Regions from separate parts of the Macaca mulatta genome. Here region 1 is linked to region 2. Evidence: chromatin contacts called from public Hi-C data. All regions are on one chromosome and are shown on one strand. Each heading gives the region's core, a stretch centred on a gene start, on an enhancer-like site or on the middle of the called end of the contact. The rest is flanking DNA. Distances are from core to core; before and after follow the strand shown. Region 1 has its middle 11 kb from the start of POLD3. Region 2 overlaps KCNE3 (potassium voltage-gated channel subfamily E regulatory subunit 3).

The links. A called contact is a pair of places that touch in the nucleus more often than the background predicts.
Region 1: a contact with region 2 is called in a Hi-C map of blood, with 2.3 times the contacts expected there. The contact joins two enhancer-like sites. A contact is called at or near these places in 8 of 14 Hi-C or Micro-C datasets (CD4 T cells, blood, fetal cortex germinal zone and 4 more).

The regions. Positions count from the first base shown.
Region 1 is chr14:74,976,016-74,983,444 of T2T-MMU8v2.0, forward strand. No RefSeq gene overlaps it. Among named protein-coding and RNA genes, the nearest start is that of POLD3, 11 kb to the right of the region's middle. Within about 2 kb of position 2,431, at least 12 of the 40 cell types and tissues checked have an H3K27ac peak or open chromatin away from gene starts, as enhancers often do. A contact at or near this core is called in blood, where this site is marked.
Region 2 is chr14:74,857,174-74,864,413 of T2T-MMU8v2.0, forward strand. It overlaps KCNE3 (potassium voltage-gated channel subfamily E regulatory subunit 3), which reads right to left. Exons shown (of 3, transcript XM_077963785.1): 2 at 1-1,263. The coding sequence ends at 912. All of the region lies in intron 3 of LOC106993384 (a long non-coding RNA gene), which reads left to right. Among named protein-coding and RNA genes, the nearest start is that of KCNE3, 7.9 kb to the right of the region's middle. Within about 2 kb of position 5,643, at least 16 of the 40 cell types and tissues checked have an H3K27ac peak or open chromatin away from gene starts, as enhancers often do. A contact at or near this core is called in blood, where this site is marked.

The sequences.
Region 1 (7,429 bases), core at 1,181-3,680, 120 kb after region 2:
AGGCAGGAGAATCATTTGAACCCAGGAGGCAGAGGTTGCAGTGAGCTGAGATCACTCCACTGCACTCCAGCCTGGCAACAGAGACTCTGTCAAGAAGGAAGGAAGGGAGGGAGGGAGGGAGGGAGGGAGGAAGGAAGGAAGCTCATCCTAGAACTTGTGTTAAAGATGAACCAGGGCCAGGGAGGGCGGATTGGAGTAGAGATGAGGCTAGAAAAGATGAGGACAAGCAGGCATTTCCTTTATTAGCAGAAAACTTAAAAGAAAAGACTGATGATAGGAGGGCCTGAAATAGGGCAGGTATGAGGAGAGCAGTGGAGTGGTGGAGGTATCACAGAGCAAGGGGAAATGAGAGAAGTTAGTTGGGTAAGTCCACTATCTGATTTTGCCTTAGGAAGAAAATACTGAAAGGTAAGATACTTCAAATTAGTCAACCCCAAACATATGCAGTGTTTACTAAAGTACTATGTGTCAAGATTGTATGTAGGAACGTGTGAAGCCTCTTTCTGGGGTCTCTAGCAGCAGGGCTGTTTGCAGCCGTCAAGCCTGCTTAGGACCTGGGCTCGTTGCCTCTCTGTCCTCATTTCTGATCACTGGGTCTTTCAAGGAAGCTGGATTTCCCCATTAGCTTATCTATAATGTTCACCTGATAACAGACAATAGTCATTGCAGTGGTGCAAGGAAAAGTAGACAACACCTTCCACAAACAATATTCTGTAACTCAACAAAAGGGACTATAGAGCAGAACAATATTTAATTCACTTTCATCCACCCATCCATCTATTCAACAGGCATTCAGTTTCCGCCAATAAATATTTGCTAAGGGCCTGTTCATTCCAGTTTTAGCCAAGTAGGGTGCTGGGAACCAGTGATGAAAAGGCCTTTGAAGAATTTCCTTTCCATGTCCCCTCCTGCAGATTCCAGCCTTCAGTTCCTCCAGTCCTGCCTCCCTGACTGACAACACTCTAGATGAAACAGACCCCACAATGCCTGGCGTGCCTTTTCCTAAGACAAATGTCCACCACCACCTCCTAGCCCTGTGGCTTAGACAGACATGCTATGAAGCTCATGACCATCCTCAACCCCTTCCACCTCTCCATTTCCACGTAGTTAATTGGCCAGAGTTGTCTTCACCTTCTATCCAGTTCTTCTCACTCTTCATTCCTTAAATTACTGAACTCTGGCTCTTGCGACTGTCACTCCTCTAGCCGATGGAGGCCAAATTCAATGCATTCCTTTTTTTTTTTTTTTTTTTTTTTTTCTGTGATGGAGTCTCACTCTGTAGCCCAGGCTGGAGTGAAGTGGCATGATCTCAGCTCACTGCAACCTCCGCCTCCTGGGTTCAAGCAATTCTCCTGCCTCAGCCTCCCAAGTAGTTGGGATTATAGGCGCCCACCACCACACTCAGCTAATATTTGTTTTTTCATTTTGTTTTGTTTTGTTGAGATGGAGTCTCGCCCTGTCACCCAGGCTAGAGTGCAATGGCACAATCTCGGCTCACTGCAACCTCCACCTCCCGGTTCAAGCAATTCTCTTGCCTCAGCCTCCCAAGTAGCTGGGATTACAGATGCCTACCACCATGCCCAGCTAATTTTTGTATTTTTAGCAGAGACGGGGTTTCACCATGTTGGCCAGGCTGATCTTGAACTCCTGACTTCGTGATCCACCTGCCTCGGCCTCCCAAACTGCTGAGATTACAGGCGTGAGCCACCGCTCCCAGCGTAAGTTTTGTATTTTTAGTAGAGACGGGGTTTAAACATGTTGCCCAGGCTGATCTTGAACTCCTGACCTCAGGTGATCCAACTGCCTCAACTTCCCAAAGTGCTGGGATTATAGGCGTGAGCCACTGCATCGGGCCAACATGGTCTTTTAACTGTCTGTTAACTTATCTGTCTCCAACCTGGGTCATATGTCTCTTGTATACTATTGTATCTCATATATATAGTGAATTCTAAGAAGAAACTCAGTGAACAAGTAAGGAATGAATGAATGAGCACTTGTCTAAGAGGAACCTGTCCATGGGCTGCTTAGTATCCTGAAAAAAATTTTGATAATCTGAGATTTAAAAAAAAACAAAAACAAAAACTGAAATAAGTTGAGCAAATTGGACTGGGCCAGTTAGGAATTACAAAATGGGGAACTGTTGAGAAAATCTGTAGTTAGTCATGGGCCAAAAGCTGGAAGTGGTGGTTGACATGAACCATAGCAACGATGGCTCTGTTTATACTAAAATTATGAGGAAACAAAAACTGTGGTTAAGCAGAGAAGAAAACAGAGCAGTCATACAGAAAGAAGCAATGAGGTCAAAAGACAATGAGGCAAAGAGAGCAGCTCACTCCCTCAAGACTGTGTCTGCAACAGCCCTTGCCCTTCTTCACCTGACATGAAAGCTAAGCCCACGTGACAGCTCCTCAGGAAGTCTCCCTGACCAGCAGTGTTTGGGGGCAGAAAGCAATGTTCTCTGAAAAAAGGATCATATGCTTCTTTCTAGCCCTGAATGCCAACCCCACCTGACACACATTGTAAGAATTCAGAGGCCGGGTGCAGTGGCTCACGCTTATAATCCCAGCACTTTGGGAGGCCGAGGTTGGCAATCACCAGGTCAGGAGTTCGAGACCAGCCTGGCCAATATGGTGAAACCCCATCTCTCCTAAAAATACAAAAATTAGCCCAGCTACTCGGGAGGCTGAGGCAGGAGAATTGCTTGAACCTCGGAGGCCTATAATCCCAGCTACTCGGGAGGCTGAGGCAGGAGAATTGCTTGAACCTGGGAGGCGGAGGTTGCAGTGAGCCAAGATCATACCACTGCACTCCAACCTGGGTGGCAGAGGGAGACTCTGTCTCAAAACAAAAAAAAAAATTTCAGAAATGATGTGCTTAAGACAAAACTGCCCATAGCCAGTTTTCAGTTATCTTCACTTTTAGCATCACTACTCCAAGCACTCTCCCCACCCCCAAGGGAAGGGAGAAAGGAAAAAAATTATACAAAGCATATGCAAGGTGGGGATGGGAGGTCCTCATGCTCTTTTTCTGAATGTCTGAGGCAGCAAAGGTAGAGACATGAACATCTGGTGAGCGAGCTGAGGAATAAACAGGCTAGGGTGTGAGTGTGGCTGGGAGCATGATGGGGTGGTATACGTATGGAGCAGGAAAACCAGTATCACAGTGTCCTCTTGGCTCACCCACTTAGTTTTGGTAACTGAGGGATTTTGCATTGATTTTTATAGTACTGATAAGGTGTTTTAGAACAAGCACCTGGAGACTTATCTCACTGTCCTTGAGCTCCTACGTCACCAGCTGTCAAGAGGGTAATGTGTCCTGGCCTGGCCTGGGTAGCTATACATTCCCCAAGACAGTCTATGCAAGATACACATGTTCTCATAAAACTTTATGAGAACTTTAAAAAATGCGTTTATTTTTGAGATAGGGTCTTGCTTTGTCACCCAAGCTGGAGTGCAGTGGCATGAACATAGCTCACTGCAGCCTTGACCTCCTGGGCTCAAGTGATCCTCCTGCCTCAGCCTCCTGAGTAGCTAGGACTACAGGCACAAGCCACCACACCTGGCTATTTTTTTCTTTTTCTTTTTTTGTAGAGATGGGATTGCCCTGTGTTGCCTAGGCTGATCTCAAACTCCTAGACTCAAGCGATCCTCCCACCTCAGCCTCCCAAAATGTTGGGATTATAGGCATGAGCCACCGTGCCTGGCCTAAACAACTTTTTGAAAAAGAAGAAATACAGGCTTGTGATGTATTATTAAAAGTTGTAACAAAGACAGCACTCTGGCCGGGTATGGTGGTTTACGCCTGTAATCCCAGAACTCTAGGAGGACAAGGTGGGCGGATCACTTAAGGCCAGGAGTTTGAGACAAACCTGGCCAACATGGTGAAACCCTGTCTCTACCAAAAATACAAAACTTATCCAGGCGTGGTGGTGCTCACTTGTAGTTCCAGCTACTCAGGAGGTTGAGTTATGAGAATCGCTTGAACCCAGGAGGTAGAGGTTGCAGTGACCCGAGATTGCACCACTGTACTCCAGCCTGGGCAATAGAGCAAGACTCTGTCTCAAAAAAAAAAAAAAAAGACAGCACTCTGATTTCATTTTTATATATTTCTCCAAATGAAAGGAAGGATTACATGGTATATATTCCTGGTATCCAGGCCCAAAGTTTTTCCCTGATTTCCTCTGATCTGGTGAGCTACCTCCTCTGAGTTCTTCTGGTACGCTGTGATTCCCTCACACTGTATTGCTGTTTGCCCTATACAGACTGTAAACTCCCAGAGATGAAGACCATGCTGTGTCCCCATTAATCACATAGAGCCTGGTATACAAGAGGCCTTTAGCAATGTTCATCGAATGAATGAATGAATGAATGAGTGATCTAATTACTAAATACATCTGTGTCAACAAGAAATATATTGGTGTTAAGATTACTTCTTTTTTTGTTTTGTTTTGTTTTGTTTTGTTTGTGTTTGATACAGGGTCTCACTCTGTTGCCCAGGCTGGAGTGCAATGGCAGGATCTCAGCTCACAGCAACCTCCACCTGCCAGGTTCAAGTGATCCTCCCGCCTCAGCCTCCCAAGTAGCTGGGATTACAAGTGTGAGCCACCACACCTGGCTAATGTTTGTATTTTTCAGTAGAGATATTGTTTCCCCATGTTGGCGAGGCTGGTCTCAAACTCCTGGCCTCAAGCGATCCTCCTGCCTTGGCTTCCCAAAGTGCTGGGATTATAGGCGTAAACCACAGAGCCTGGTCTTAAGATTACTTTAATCTTATACATCTTAGTTGACCTGTTACCCGCTTGGAATGTTACCCCCAATAAACCTGTAGTATCCCGGAAGGCCAGCCAACTGGTAGGGTTCCTAAGTTGCCCCCAAGGGCTTCCTTTCCTGTGCAGAGGCCTGGCTTCCTTCCCTCCTCTGAGTCTGGGAACCCTGCCTGCACAAAGGTTGATTGCTCATCACCCTGCCCCAATATTGAGCCCTGTCTAGATTTCCCACTCCATGCCCCATCAGAATCATTAGATTCTCTGATGCGATTATTTCTGGGATGAGGCGGGGACGAAGAAGACAGAGGAGGGTCAACCTTCTACTTCTGACACTTAGGTTCTTTTTTGAGGCATGGAGGCTGAGGTCCTATGGTTCCCACTGCTGGTGGCACCTGACGCCAACATCCCCAACAGTTTTGTCTGGCCTCTCCTTTGGTTAGAAAATGCTTTGGCTGATTGATTATTCTGGCTTCTGGAGAACTGCTTTTGTTCTCAACATGAGGCACCATCCTTAAGGAATAAGGAGTGAGTGTTTTTTTTGTTTTTGTTGTTGTTGTTGTTGTTGTTTTTTAAAGTGACATTTAAGATGTTGTAGGTAGGAATGGTGGTTCTAGTCCTTTTTGGAGATTACCTTTTACATTTTATTTTATTTTTTTAATGGAGTCTCACTCTGTTGCCCAGGGTGGAGTGCAATGGCATGATCTAGGCTCACTGCAACCTCCATCTCCTGGGTTCAAGCGATTCTCCTGCCTCAGCTTCCCAAGCAGCTAGGATTACAGGTGCCTGCCACCACACCCAGCTAATTTTTGTATTTTTAGTAAAGATGGGGTTTCCGCATGCTGGCCAGGCTGGTCTCAAACTCCCAACCTCAGGCAATCTGCCCGCCTCGACCTCCCGAAGTGCTGGGATTATAGGCATGAGCCACCTCGCCCGGCCACCTTTTACATTTTAAATAGCGAAACATTACAGATGATTGGAATAAAAAGAGTTAATTTAACATTACTAAATGCTCCATTTTTTTCAAAATGAAAATATGTTCATTCTTTTCTGATTATAAAAATGATACAGACTCTTGGCCGGGTGCAGTGGCTCATACCTATAATCCCAGCACTTTGGGAGGCTGAGGCGGGCAGATCACCTGAGGTGGGGAGTTCGAGACCAGCCTGACCAACATGGAGAAATCCCATCTCTACTAAAAATACAAAATTAGCTGGGTGTGGTGGCGCATGCCTGTAATCCCAGCTACTCGGGAGGCTGAGGCAGGAGAATCACCTGAACCCGGGAGGCGGAGGTGGCAGTGAGCCGAGATCGCACCATTGCACTCCAGCCTACGCAACAAGAGTGAAACTCCATCTCAAAAAAATAAATAAATAAAAATGATACGGACTCTTGTTAACACTTCCAAACACATATAAGAAAAAATAGATATAAAGAAGAAAACAAAAATCAGCCAAATGCTATTGTGTAAAGACAACCACAGTGTCGAGAACATGGTGTTTGGGCACACCTGGGCTGGAAACACATCTTTACCACTTACTTAATTTCTCTGAGCTCCAGTTTCTTCATCTGTACAATAGGGATAATAATTTAAGCTAAATGACATCTAGAAAATAGAGATAATAGTGGGTAGGTAATAATACTTTATCGGTTGTTTCAAATATTAAATGAAAATATTCAAGTAAAAGGCCTAGCATAGTGCCTACACATGCAGTGAATGGTAATTCATAGTGGACACTCTTTGAGGTCTCCTTGTTTCTCAATCCTATATTTTTCCCCTTAAATCTCACTGCTTTTGGTGTAATTACACCTAAGTTAGGACAGGCGCGGTGGCTCATGCCTGTAATCCCAGCACTTTGGAGACCAAGGTGGATGGATCACCTGAGGTTGGGCGTTCAAGACCAGCCTGGCCAATATGGTGAAACCCCATCTCTACTAAAAATATAAAAATTAGCCAGGTGTGGTGGCAGGTGCCTGTAATCCCAGCTACTCAGGAAGCTGAGGCAGGAGGATTGCTTGAGCCTAGGAGGCAGAGGTTGCAGCCAGCCAAGATCGTGCCACTGCACTCCAGCCTGGGCGAGAGAGCAAGACTCTGTCTCAAAACACCAAACAACCAAACAAACAAAAAAACTAAATCAGTAAACATTTATTAAGAAGCTATTAGATGCTGGTGGTGGTGGTGTCATTATTATTGTTACATTAGGATGAGGCTAGTTGTAAAGTCCTACTTACTACCTACTACTTAGTTATTTGTTTAAGCAAACCTTGTCTTAGAACTTACATGGAATTGTTTTCTACTCACTCTTCCCATTGACAACACAAAATCAGTCTCAAATTTGGGCCCTTTTTTGGTGAAGGGATAATTGAATCTAACAGGATTGGCTGAGGATTAAATGAGCCACTCTAGGCAAAGTACTCAAAACATGGTATGTGCTCAATAAATGATAGTTATTATCATCCAAGCAATGTATACAACCTACAACACTCTTCATTCAGGATTTATGGGAGTAAAAGTACAGAGGAGTTCTCTTTTCTGGAGTCTTTTCTGGTTTACTTTTGACCCTAAAATGAAGCCTTCAGGCATTATCTAGATAAAATACTAATCTCCTGGACACAGTCCTAGGCTTCTTCACTGGCATTTGCTAGCTGTAGTTCCCTTCCAAATCT
Region 2 (7,240 bases), core at 4,393-6,892:
AAAAGAAAAGGAAAACATTTCTCACAGAACTCAAAACTGAAGAGGCTGCTTTGGAGGTAGTTTAGTCCTGTTGACTAGCAATGTGACTGGGAAGTACCCTGTGACTTGGTTCAAGAAGCATATGAACCATAGAGCTAACAAGGCCTAACATTCAGGGTCCTGACTCACATGAGCTCCTTCTTAAGGTCCTAGTAGGAGCCCTAGCAACATATTAATGTGGCAGTATATTTGCATAATGTTTGCAAAAGTAAGATATTTTAGAATTCTTTTTCTTAAAGAGAGTCCCCAGAATTGTATGACCTTCAGGCCTGGATCCACTCCTGTGTGGCACAGAGTTTTGAAAAGCACTAGGCAAGGAGACCAGAGTTCCTGGGTTCCAATCATGGCACTACTCAGGCCCAAATGGGCGGCACAGCACTTGCCCTGCTTTCTTTATGGGAGTGCGAGTGGGAGTGGTGGCAGGGTGGTGGTGGTAAAGCATATTTGTGATATGGGATAATCATCACTGCTTCTCATGGCTTTTGAAGATAACACATAAAAAATGTGTCCCCAGAGCATCTTCCTGTCTCATCTCCCTCTGCTACAACTTCTCCTTTCTCCAACCTTCAGGCCCCCAGTACTCCAGCCACTGAACCAGTTGTTGGTCATTATCTGTTGCTACTTTTATATGTTTGTTCAAGGACTCCCACTGTTTATAAAGTCTATCTTTTCCTGGGAAAAAATCCTTATGCACAAGGCTTCGGTCTACCAGCCCCTCTTCTCCCACCCCAGTGATGACCTCCCTTAGCCCTGTTTCTTGTTGCTCTTACAGATAGGGACACTGAGACCTGATGCAGTCCACAGCAGAGTTCTGGAGGCCCCAGACGCAATCCCCAGGTGTCTTGGTCTTCCACCATTCCAGCCCTCTCGTGTTAGATCATAGACACACGGTTCTTGATATACACATGATAGGGGTCACTACGCTTGTCCACTTTGCGGGAGCGGGTATATCCCAGGATGAGGCTGCCCACAGTGACAGCAAATAGAAACATGACAAAGAGAATGTACATGTAGGAGTTGTCATCACGGCCAGGTAGGCTGGCCGGTCGCTCTTCAGTCTGGTTGTCTGGCCCCAGCCCTGGCCCTGGCCGGCAGAGCAAATTGCTGTGAAGAGTGGCATTTAAAGCCTTCAGCACGGCATGTAGGCTCTCATACCAAGTCTCAGTTCCATTGGTAGTCTCCATAGCAACAGGGATTGAGGTGGGGGAAGACTCGGTAGAAGCTCTGTTGGCAAGAGAAAAGAGAGAGGGGATGGCTCTGTCACCTGGAGCTCAAATGACCTCCTCCCTTCAGATCCCAGTAAAATCCTAGCATCATGGCTGATATGGTTTGGCTGTGTCCTTACCCAAATCTCATCTGGAATCATAGCTCCCATAATCCCCATGTGTCATGGGAGGGACCCAGTAGGAAGTAACTGAATCATGGGGGTGGGTTTTTACCATGCTGTTCTCATGACAGTAAATAAGTCTCAAGAGATCTGATGGTTTTATAAAGGGCAGTTCCCCTGCACCTGCTCTCTTGCCTGCCACCATGTAAGATGTGCCTTTGCTCCTCCTTTGCCTTCTGCCGTGATTGTGAGGCCTCCCCAGCCATGTGGAACTGTGAGTGCATTAAACCTCTTTTTCTTTATAAACTGCCCAGGCTCAGGTATTCCTTCATGGCAGTATGAAAATGGACTAATACAATAGCTTATTCTGGTTACTTGATTACATGTTTGTCTTTTCCACTAGACCATATACTAAATAATAAAGGCAGGGCCTATATTTGTTTTACTGACTGCTATATGCAATCACTTATGACAGCACTCGATAAGTACTCAATAAATAATTGTAGAATAAAGCCTTCCCCGACCATCAGAACCCATACTAATCTCTCATTTCTTTAGATTCTATAAATCACTGAACTTTAGGTTAGAAGGACCTTAAGGATTATTGAATGTAACTCTTGCCATTTTACACACAGGGAAACTGAGGCCTTGAGAGAATAAGTGGCTTGTCCATGGTCACAGAATATTGGAGGTAGAGCCAAGACAGAAAGCCCTGCTCCTTATGGCTAGCTTAGAGCTGCTTCCACTTCCAAGCTAGCTCTCAGCAGGACTGTGTGGCACCATAAGAAGACATTCATCACAACTCTCCTTCAGCACAGTTCTCTTTATAGATTCCACAGACAGGCTGGGCACAGTGGCTCATGCCTGTAATCCTAGCACTTTGGGAGGCTGAGGCAGGTGGATCACTTGAGGTCAGGAGTTGGAGACCAGCCTTACCAACATGGTAAAACCCCATCTCTACTAAAAATACAAAAATTAGCTGGGCGTGGTGGTGAGCACTTGTAATCCCAGCTACTTGGGAGGCTGAGGCAGGAGAATCGCTTGGACCCAGAAGGTGGAGGTTGCAGTGAGCCGAGATAGAGCTGCTGTATTCCAGCTTGGGCCACAGAGTGTGACTTTGTCTCAAAAGAAAAAAAAAAAAAGACTCCATGGGTACACCTTTTTGGAAGATGCCTGGGGATGGTTTAAATTTCATCCTACCTAGAGGCCAGAAGCTGGATCATTTGACCTCTCAAGCATCCTGTGTCCCAAAGACTAGATATTCCTAGCTATTTGCAGAAATTCTGTTGGAAAGGAGGTGGTCAGGGAAATGGGAACAGGTTGGCAACCACTGTAGGCGCTGGAGAAGAGAAGAACAGCTTGGGCCTGAGGGCGGGAGAGTGAAAGGAGTTCTCAGTCTGGCTTGGGGTTTACCTGCCCACAAAAAGAAGACACAAGCACGCCAACTATCTTGTCTCCTGAAATAAAGTCATTATGTACCTGGCATATACTAAGTGATTATAAATGTTCCTTTTCCTTCTTCTCAGAGATCCTTAGTCTATAATATAGAAATAACCTTTTTTTTTTTTTTTTTTTGAGATGGAGTCTCGCTCGTCGCCCAGGCTGGAGTGCAGTAGCGCGATCTCAGCTCACTGCAAGCTCCGCCTCCTAGGTTCACGCCATTCTCCTGCCTCAGCCTCCCAAGTAGCTGGGACTACAGGTGCCCGCCACCATGCCTGGCTAATTTTTTTGTATTTTTAGTAGAGATGTGGTTTCACCGTGTTAGCCAGGATGGTCTTGATCTCCTGACCTCATGATCCACCCGCCTCAGCCTCTCAAAGTGCTGGGATTACAGCCGTGAGCCACTGTGCCCAGTCAGAAAGAACATCTTAAAACAGACTTGCATCCTTGTCTCTGAAAAACCATATGTCATTCCCTGTAAACAAGGCCCCACACTCACTTCCTTTAGGGAAGCCTCCGTTCAGTGCTCCCCACCCCTCAGCCACACTACACCACCTTTATCATCACAGCCTTCCCTTCCCCCCAACACTTAACATATAAGGCAATATGTGGCTATCCTCTTGTTTTTGATAAGGATATCATCAGGCCACATGTGCCTGGTCAGCAGGGCTATGTCTCTTCCTCCAATCTGGAGGACTACCCTGAGACTGGGTGTTCTCCTTTCCCAGGGCACTACCCTGCGACTGGCTGGGCATTCCCTTTTTCTAGGGGACTGCCCTAAGACTGAATGGGTGTTATCCTTCTCTCAATAGTTTCTAGTAAAGATGTCCACTTTAAGGAATTCTCTATGGGCCAAGCATTCAGTCCTCCATCATATGGGCAGAACTGTTAACAAACTAAAGTTAACTAATGTGACTATTAACCATAAGATCTCTTCCCTGGAAAATATGATCATTCTGACCATGATAAATATTCGTCAATGGCTCTATGAACGCAATTAGCCAGGACTGGGCAGCATTTTATGCAAGGCCTTTGGGGCCCTCTGCCATCTAGTACTTGTGCTGTCCTGTCTGGATGGAGGAGGGGAGAAGAACAAGAGCTCACTGAGTTAAGATCCAGGAGATATACATTCTCATCTACTACCCCATGTGTCAGGCAAAAGATCTGTGGCTGCTTCTTCCCTCGTGTCTGCCAATAGCAAGTAGGAGCAGCATGAGGAAATAAATAACTCAAAAAATCATCCAGATAGTTATCACCAATATGGGCCAGGCCCTGTGATGGGAGCTCGGGGTGGCTCAGATCCAGTGCCTTCGCCCAGATCCAGGGGCTCTGCTCTGATACAATGCAGGGGACAAGCCAGGAGCTACTAAGGCTAAAAGGAATAAGTAATGGATACTGATCAGGGCTTAGAGAGTGTCCACAGTGATGGAGGCATTTGAGTTGGACCTTGAAGGATTTTTAAGAGGCAGAGAAGACAAAGGAAGGCAACATGAGCAAAGGCGCAACAAAGTGTGTACATGTTTAGAAGAATGGAAAGTAGCATAAAGAGGTTGAAGTGTAAGATGTGTAGAAGAATAGCATAGGATGTGGGACAGGAGAGATAGGAGCCAGATCATGGGCAGCCTTGAGTGCCACTCTGTAGAGTTGGAACTTTATTCTGTAGCTAGGGAAGATAAAATGGTCAGATCTGTGCCTGGAAAGGATACTCTGACTGTCATGTGGACTGGAGGGAGCTGGAATTGAGGCAGTGAGCCCAGCTACATGAGTCTTGAAATAGTTTAGTGCAAGATGCTGAGTCACGAGTTGGGGCAGAGAGGATAACAAAGTGGGGAAGTGGGGGTAGAGACAGATGTGAGACCCGAGGAGGAAATGGCCAAGTAAGTGTTGAAGGAGGAAGGAGCCTCAGGCAATTTCACAGGTAGACAACAAACAAACAGTGTAAGTATCTGGAGGAGCCTACTCTGAAGGAAATAAGTTCCTTTCCCTGGTTGGGCTTCGGTTTCCTCATCTACCAAAAGAGATGACCATAGAGTTGTTGTATGGTAGGTATAGAGTTTCAGTTTTGCAAGATGAAAAGGTTCTGGAGATCTGCTGCACAACAAGGTGAATCTAGCTAACACTACTGAGTGTACACTCAAGAATGACTAAGATGGTACATTTGTGTGTGTGTGTGTGTGTGTGTGTGTGTGTGTGTGTTTTAAGCACAATTTTAAAAAATAGGCCAGGTGCGGTGGCTCACTCCTTTAATCCCAGTACTTTGGGAGGCTGAGGTGGGCGGGTCACCTGAGGTCAGGAGTTCAAGACCAGCCTAGCCAACATGGAGAAACCCCATCTCTACTAAAAATACAAAAATTAGCCAGGCACATGCCTGTATTTCCAGCTGCTCAGGAGGCTGAGGCAGGAGAACCGCTTGAACTTTGGAGGCAGAGGTTGCAGTGAGCCGAGATCATGCCACTGCACTCCAGCCGGGGCAGCAGAGCAAGACCTCTGTCTAAAAAAAAAAAAAAAAAGAAAAATGATCATCCTTGGCCTCCTCTTTCAAGGCTTGCTATGAGTATACACTTGTATTATACAGAAGAGGATTAAAAACTTTTTATTTTCAAGAAGCAAATATGTACACATAGGTTTAAAAAAAAAGAATGGACACAGCACATACTGTGAAGGTGAAAGCTCCTAGTTGTCCCGAGCTCCAATCCCAGGGCAGGGCAGTTACCATTCAGTTTTCTTACGTATCATTGGAAAGGGGTTTTAACTGACAGGGAGAGGGAGGGAAATCTCAATCTGGAAGACTCACCAGCTGGCAAATCCGCTGGCTCTCAGTCAGTTTCAGGAGTCTCTTTGTGGACACACTAAGGCTCCTCAGCCCCCGAGCCTCTTCAGGATGTCTCTGGACACATCTGAGATCTCAGTATTGACTTCGGAGCTGGGAAAGCCCAGAGCTAGAAAGCAGGAGAGAAAGCAGAAAAGGAAGGAACCAGGGTGGATTGCCCAAGGCCAGGCCCCAAGGATTGTGCAATAGTCCTGCTGTGGGCTCTGACCCCCTCCCACAGCCCCTCCCCTTCCTGCAGCAGCTGGGTCAGGCCAGCCTAGGGTTGCAGTTAAAGGAACTGTGCAGTGACCAAAGGGCCTCTGATTGCTGTCCCCCAACTCCAGACTTAGTGTCTTCATTGGGTGACATCATGAGAAACCTATTTAACATGTGGACTCACACTCAGGGACCAGCTGATGGTGCAGCCTAAAACATTCCCTTTCCTAAGGGTTACCTTAGCAAGGGCCTTTTAGAATGCCAAGAGAACAGACATGAGTGGGAGAATGGCAGCTGCATTGATATTTTGCACAGGAACAAATGATGTGTTACCACCCAATCTATTCAGATAGACAGGATATGAACACGGTCACAGAATGAGCACTATCTGTAGCAGAGCTTTGTTGTGAAAATTAAAGAACATCATGTAGTGCTTGGCACTAGACACTGCACAGATGGCGGTGGTTGTATTTTGTAGAGCAGAGGCTGGAAGGGCCTTCAGAGCCCATCTAGGCTATATGCCCTTACTTTACGGTGAAGGAAATGGAAACCCAGGGGGTTGTCCAGGCTCAGCTGCTCCTTGTGTGACTTTGGACGTACGACTTCCCTTTTCTGTGCCTCAGCTTCTGTCTGCATCTGTAAAATGAAGGGGTCCCAGTTGGTTCTAATGTCCTGTGATGATCTGAATCATGAAACCAAGCTGTGAAACCATGGGAAGTTAGACAGGCTGATGGGAGAAGCATTTTGGGGGATTTCTAGAGCTTCTCAAATCCCAAGATAGAGAAGGCTGTGGACCTTTTCCTCACAGGCTAAGATGCTTCTGAGCCCTGGGACTGACTTACATCTAATATCCCAGCCGAGCCAAACTGAGGGATTTACTCATTTTTCCTCTTCACAGCTCACCTGCCAGGATGATCCAGCCTGAGGAGGAGATAGACTCTGCAGAAAGTGGGAGAAGGGGACAGTGTGGAGGTCAGCAGGGGGCTTTGAGGCAGTGTTCCATGAGGGGAATAAAGATTCATGAGACCTTTCACACCTCAGGGCCTCTCTGGATAGACTAGGATGTTTGTGATTCTGACAGGAGGAGGAAAGAGGCCATAGTTCCATACCTCTAGGTGCTGGGTTTGTGTGGGAGGGAGGGCCTGGGTGCAAGGGCCTCCTGTCTGAATTAGGCGAGGCAGAAAGCTGATGAAGGCACAGGTTGGTTCTCTTTGGGGCTCTGGGACTGCCTCTGGGGCTCAAGCTGGGGACTCGCAGTCAGGAACGGGGGAGTTTTGCCACTGTTTCTGAGTTCCTTGGCTTCCCTGTCCAGGAGAGTCCCTGATTACCAAGATCCTTGGATGGGGAAGACAGAGCTCCTGCCCTGGAGAGGTCTTGCCTTGAAATAGAAGATAGGCCAGTGAGGAAAG